Linked DNA regions of Ovis aries: region 1 is linked to region 2. The links are chromatin contacts, called in public Hi-C maps. All regions are on one chromosome and are shown on one strand. Each heading gives the region's core, a stretch centred on a gene start, on an enhancer-like site or on the middle of the called end of the contact. The rest is flanking DNA. Distances are from core to core; before and after follow the strand shown. Region 1 overlaps RALGPS1 (Ral GEF with PH domain and SH3 binding motif 1). Region 2 holds the start of ZNF79 (zinc finger protein 79).

Evidence for each region. Hi-C and Micro-C count contacts between places; a contact is called where the count stands out from the background.
Region 1: a Hi-C map of liver shows a contact between it and region 2, with 5 times the contacts expected there. The contact joins the enhancer-like site here to the promoter of ZNF79 in region 2. A contact is called at or near these places in 2 of 16 Hi-C or Micro-C datasets (liver and tail adipose tissue).

The regions. Positions count from the first base shown.
Region 1 is chr3:9,202,415-9,205,968 of ARS-UI_Ramb_v3.0, forward strand. RALGPS1 (Ral GEF with PH domain and SH3 binding motif 1) reads right to left here. Exons shown (of 19, transcript XM_042245697.2): 2 at 1,584-1,662. Among named protein-coding and RNA genes, the nearest start is that of RALGPS1, 14 kb to the right of the region's middle. Within about 2 kb of position 1,522, at least 3 of the 54 cell types and tissues checked have an H3K27ac peak or open chromatin away from gene starts, as enhancers often do. A contact at or near this core is called in liver, where this site is marked.
Region 2 is chr3:8,728,532-8,731,603 of ARS-UI_Ramb_v3.0, forward strand. It overlaps ZNF79 (zinc finger protein 79), which reads right to left and starts at 1,809. Exons shown (of 5, transcript XM_012162511.5): 1 at 1,437-1,809. The coding sequence starts at 1,452.

The DNA of each region.
Region 1 (3,554 bases), core at 272-2,771, 470 kb after region 2:
CCCCTAGGATCCGAGATTGAGCAGTCCCTCTGAGGGCATAGGCAGCAAGTAGGTAGCTGCAGCCCTGCCCATGGAATCCATTTCTCATCAGACTCAAAAGCACAGAGGAGAGGAACCCCACTTCTAGAACTAGACTAACCTAGAGTCAAAACTCAACTCTGCCACTTACTTGCTGTGTGATCTCGGAAAAATGAGTTATCACCCAGTCTCAGCTTTCTCACGTGCTCTTACCTTTAAACCAAGTTATTTCCAACAACCTCCTTAAAGGAACCAATCCCTCTGATATGTAAGTTTCAGGGAACTTGCTTCTTCAAAGCACCGTATGAATTACTTGTACTGTAATCAGGGAAGCCTGGGGCCCTGGCAGGAAAGCATCAGAAATTTTACCTTCTACCACTTTGTGAGAGTAGCTTGACAGAAGGGTAAGGTACTAGGAAGAATCTGAAAAATATTGTAATATTTCAGCTTTTAACACTTTTGTGACTACTCCAACCTGAATAAGATCTCCTAGGATTCTTCTAGGCAGATACTCCCCTGTGGTCATATGTTGTCTCAAGACCTGAGGACCATGGCTACAGAGGGGATGGGTGTTGAGAACCATAAGCAAGTCCATGTTGGTTCCCATCTGGTGACACTTATTGAGCACCTACTGTGTGTAAGGCATGGAGCAAGGCACTGCATGGAATACAATAATGAGCAACACACAGCCCCTGCCTTAAAAGCGCTTGACGTCTAGTCAGGGAGATAAGGGGGAGGTCAAAAAAAAAGCAGACTGCAATGCAGACTGTGGCCAAGGCCACGAGAGGGGGCTGAAACAAGTGTCATACAGTTTAAAAGGAGAACTTAAGTGAGTCAGGAGTGCAAAAAAGCATTTTTAGAAGAGGTGTTGGGTAGGCTGGACACAACCTCAGGGAGCGAGGAGGGCGGGAGGAAGTAGGCAGGAAGACAGGGGTTGATGAGTAGATCAGAGTCTCTGGAAGACCACGAGCATGTCTTACTCACCTTTGTATTCCTTCCCCCATCCTCCCAGGGCCAAGCGTGACTCCCACCACAGGCTGGCCCTTTCTGACGAAGGGTCTGTAGCAAGGACAGCCCAAAGTGAGGAGGGAAGCTGAATGGAGCGGGGGTGGGCAGAGGTTTGTGGGGTGAGACAAAGACTTGACTGAGGTTGGGAGAAAGGAGATCACCAAAGTCACCCCAACTGTAGGGAGGGTGACACAGAACGTTCGTCTTCTGACCAACAGGAGCAAAAGGATGACGCTGAAACAGTGTGGCAACAAGAGGTTTTGCACGAGGAGGAGAGAGAGAAAGGAAAAAACCCTGATCCAAGAATCAGGAGTGAAAACCCCAGAGCCCAAGTCATCCCAAGAGAAAGCCCCTGAAACACCCTCTGGGTGTGGCTCACTGAGGACACCTGAGTCCCAAAAGCCCCTGTGCTCTCCACAGCCCCACAGGCTCGCCGGCAGGAGGTTCCTCTGACCTCAAAGGCACCCGCTCACCCGTACCAGCCGCACCTCTGGGTGCCACACCCTGGCCCTCTGCTCAAGAGGGCACAGGGCACCAGGGTCAGTGAACCCACTTACCAGGAACACGTGTTGGGCTTCATAATCCCAGGCCAACAGGATAAACAGTCCCAGCAGGTCTCTTTCCAAACAGGAGCCTCTGAAAGAGTAGGGGGTAATTCGATTTACACGATGTTCCAAATGGTGAGATTTGTTTCTTGACGCTCAGCAAGGTCAGACCAAATATAGTAAAACAAGATCAGATTCTGAGCCTGTTCTGTGAAATGTCACAAGCCTTCCCCATAGATCAATATGCGACACCATTTAGCCAATCGGGTAGCAAAGCCTGCCCTAAAATCACCAAAGTTAACTTAAATCTCTGTGGTCACTATTCTCCTTTCCCGTCATGCTTTGGATACATGCTGGTGGAAGCACGGGAGGGTCTGCCATGGGACTCCACAGGAAGATGCATTCTAGCAACTGCAAAGCCCGGCCAAGACCTCAGGAAGGGCCCTGCGGGAAAAACTCAGGAGTACCCGGCACAAACACCCCTGCCCTCAGAGCAAGTGGCCAGGGAGGCAGCCCACGTGGCACAGGGCCACGGACAGGCATCCTGCACAGCCGCTGCAGAGGGCCCTGAGGCCGGTCTGCCTTCCCTCCTCCAGACCACCCCCTCTCCGCACCCCCCACCATCCCCAGGAGGGCAGCCTCATGACCTCCTCCACTGAGGAAAGCTGACTTCACCTCCCTTGGGTCCCTCCTTTAACCTGAAGTTCCGCATCGTCTCCTGGCACCTGACTCTCAACTCTGAGGAAGAGGTGTCCGCCTGAGACCCAAGGCCACCCAGGGCACCACCACCTCCCCACCGGCACCCCACTTTGCACCCTCAGCCTCCTCCACTCTCTTGATTCTTCCCTCTGCCTGAGAGCACCCGAAGTTCTCCCCAGTCTTCCAAACAGCTTCGGCCCTTGAGCTCCAGGCTACATCCACCCCCACACCACACCACCTTCCCACCACGCATTAGGTCAGCAGGACCTAACGGCTGAGCTTTGAACATGGTTCACCAGCCCCTCATCTCTCAGCCTCAATAACATCCTCATTCTCCTTCTCCTCCCTCCTGTCTCCTCTACTTGCCCCCTTCCCTTAGTCCTCCCACTTCCAGAGCTTCCTTGCAGCCCTTCCCCTGGGGTCCCTGGGGCCCAAGGCGCTCAAGAGGCCAGGCTCTGCTTCCCTCTCTGGCTTCAGGCCACCCCCACCCCAGCCCACACTTTGTGTTCCAGAAGCAAGAAAACAACCCAAACACAGGCTGCTGACCCAAACCGACTGAGGCTTCCTCCTTACCCACCTGCTTCCCGCAGCCAGGCCCCTGCTTGGGCTGCCCCTTCTGTTATGACCTTGAGCCACAGCTCATCAAACTCTCCAGTCCTTCACTACTGACAGCTGAACATGCATTGAGCAAGTACCTCTTACATACATAAGCTTATTTGTAAATTAAATATACGTTCTAAGGTACTGATATGTTCGTTACTTTACAAAACAAATGCAAAGATCAAAGGAAGAGATAAAGATGAAATATGTTAAAATGATTATTCATCAATACAAAAAAAACTTCCATTCTCACCATTAATAATAATTTGAGTGGAACATGACTGATAAGCTTCCTTCCGTCAGCGTTTTAAATAAACTTCCCATGGAAATACAACATGCGTGCAGAAGAATGCATACAGGAACACCATGCAAGCACACAGGTCAGAGGAGCCTCACAAAGTGAACACACCCAGGTCACAGGACCCGGATGGGGCGGACACACCACGATCCCCTCCAAAGACCCACCACACCTCCTTCCATCTCTACCAGCCTCCCACGGGTGGCCACCACTCTGGTTTTCAACAGCAGAGGTTACGTCTGTCTATTTACACTTTCTATGAATGGAGCCATACAGGACATGATCTTTTGTGCCTGAATGAACATTATGTTTGTGAAATTCATCCTGATTTTTCATGGCTGTTCACTTACTGTTTTCCCTCTGTGAGAGTTTACCGTTCCTGTCCC
Region 2 (3,072 bases), core at 559-3,058:
GCTGCCACTGTGGAAGACAGTCTCATAGTTCCTCAGAAAGTTAAACAGAGTTACCATAGTTACACAGTAATTCCTCCTTTAAGCATAAACCCTAGCAAAATGACAATATGACCAAAAGAAAAGGTTTGCATGCATGTTTATAACATTATTCACAATAGCGCAAACTGGAAACCACTCAGATGTTCATCACCTGAGGCACAGATCAACAAAACATGGTATAATCCATGTAATGGAATATTATTTGGCCATAAAAAGGAAGTACACTTCATGTTACAACATGGATGAACCTTGAAACATACTAAGGGAAAGACCCCAGACACATATACTGTATGACTCTCCTTTCTTGAAACGTCCAGAACAGGCAAATCCATAGGGATGGAACGATGAATAGCTGGCCAGGGACTAGGAGGAAAGGAGACTGTGGAGTAGTGTGAGATGATGAAAATGTTCTGGAATTAAATAGTCGCGATGGTTGCCTAACTTTGTGAATATAATAAAAGCCACTGAACTGTAATCTTTCAAATTTAGTATTATAGCATGCAAATTATATCTCAATTAAATAAAAACCAAGAGTGGTAGTGTAGTCTTCGGGGAACAACTCTAAAAAAAGTAAACACGTCTGAACACTGGTCTTAGTACAGACTTCATGTTACTGAGCTGTACCTATCCATTGTACGTATTTTCACCTTTGGTACTATGGGGAGGAGGATAATCATCCTGCTTGTGTTCCCGGGTCTCTGAGGGAAGACGACGTGAAATGTTGGATGTGAAATTGCACTTGAGGAGTGACAGACCGATTCCTGGTCTAGCAGAGGAGGGCAATGCCTCAGTGGTTACTATTACATACACATTTGTTCTGTTCTGTAAAGCATTCAAGGTGCTTTCAAAAGCATCATCTTATTTGATGCTTACAGTTCTTAGAGGTGAACGAGGTAGTTAACGTCATTTTACCTTTTCCTCAATGAAGAAACACAGGTCAAGAGACCTGGCTGGTACCCCCCGGCTTAAACAGGAATCCTAGCCTTCTGATTCTAAACTCCCAGGATTCGCCAAGATTTCACAATCCAACTGGGCTGAACCCACCCTCAGTATCACAGGAAGCCAACAGGCTCCCATTCTGAGTATCCCTGGTTGCTTTAAGAAGGCTGGAAGATCGGAAGCAATAGAGCAGGCCCTGAGTACGTCTCATTTTCCTTTCCAGGGCCCACTTCTACTTTTTAATGCCATAGGTACGTCAACAAATCAGAGTCAGGAACAGGATACTCAGAGATGATTCAGGACTGAGCTCTTCAATTTTTTTTGACACCATAATTATTCAAAAAAGGACCGTCCCCAACTACTTGTGGAAAGGATAACCGCTGAGTTCGGAACCGGGTCACACAACAGTACTGGCGCGCAGGCTGGAAGCCACGAACCGCTCCAACACTCCTTCTCACCTTCTTCCTCCAGCATCTGGGTCCCACCTCGCGCCACCGCCTCCCAGCAGTTCTCTGAGCGTCGGCGTCGCTTCACTGCGGCCCCAGCCCCGCTTTGGACTCTTCTCGCAGGCCTCTCCCCTCAACGGCCGAATCTGAGACTGCGGGGCTGAGCCGGGTCCGTCCTGTCCGGTGGATCTTTCATTGTCTCCACAGCCACAGCCGGGCCCCGGCTGGGGAGCCCGTGACACAATTGCCGACTCGGTCTCTAGTGGAACACCACTTGAAAAAGCCCGCTGCCCTCTACGTGAAAAGGCTCCAGGACACGGCTACCGCCCGAAGCTCAGAAAATGCGGTCGCAGGCCCGCCTGTGCGCGAAAGAGGGGCGCGCCTTAAAAGCGTCACTTCCGGACACGCGCACATGCCTCCTTGCGCACGGGACTCCATCTCCCAGAAATCGCTGCGCTCTGTTGCAGACCGATGGCTTTTTGTCGTTCTCGGTAGGAGGCTGTGACCCACACACCTTCGTGGACCGTATTTCCTTGGTGGACCGTATTTCCTAGCCAGGCTTCCGGCTGTTTCTGCTCCGAGAATGTGTTTCCCGTCACGCTTTGTTGTACGTGCCACGCAGAGGTCCATCCACCGAATCGAATAACCCGGGCGTCTTCGGTAGGAAGCGACTTGGCCGCTAAGGCTCCGGGAGCGGTGCTTTTAGCGCAGGCGCTGATACGCATCGTCGCGGAGCGCCTGGTTTCTCCTCAATGATTTGACTTGCCCAGGACTGCGGCTCAGCTAGTCCTTCAGCTCAGGGCCCAACCCCAGCCACCTTCACTGGTCTTCGAGAGTCCAACGTAGAGTTTAGGGCGGGGGATTAAAGGAAGTGAGGGCCCCCTCTGTGAACAGAGCAGTCACAGGTTGGGTTGGAACGCTCAAAGTATCCATCGGACGTTCCCAAGAGGGAACGTCTTTCAGTAATTTCAGGGGCAGGAGCACGCTTAATAGAGTTCGATCAGAATTATGGAGGAAGGAGTTTCCTGAATAGTCGGCCCTTGGAGGCTTCTGTGCTGCCAAAGGGGATATTTCAAAGTGGGCTTCCTCAGAACATTGATGAAAATTTCCCACAAGCCTGTTGATCTTCACTAATCAAGCAATTTTCTAATGATCAATTTAGTTTCAGAGATATTTTTTGACGTTAAGGAGAGAAGAATGTATTACTTGGGCAGCAGAAATGAGTTTGGGGGTCCTGAACCTCTTTCCATTTTGTCTCTGTCCCTCTTAATCACTGGTGGTAGTGTCTTTCCCAATATAATTCTAACTTTGTGGGGTCTTCTATGAACTTACTGGGATTCACTCCATGAGACAACTCACACCCACAGACCTCTTTGAGATAAAACCTTCTCTACCTTAGGCTTTCAGTGTCATATCTTTCTGGCTTTTCCTACTGTTGATGGCATTCTTATGAGAAGACTACTGAAGTGGTTTGCCGTTCCCTTCTCCAGTGGACCATGTTTTGTTAGAACTCTGCTCCATGACCCGTGCATCTTGGATGGCCCTACACGGCATGGCTCATAGTTTTTTTGTTAGACAAGGCTGTGATTCATGTGACCAGTCCATGGCGTCGCAAACAGCTGGACACTACTGAGCAACTAAACTGAAC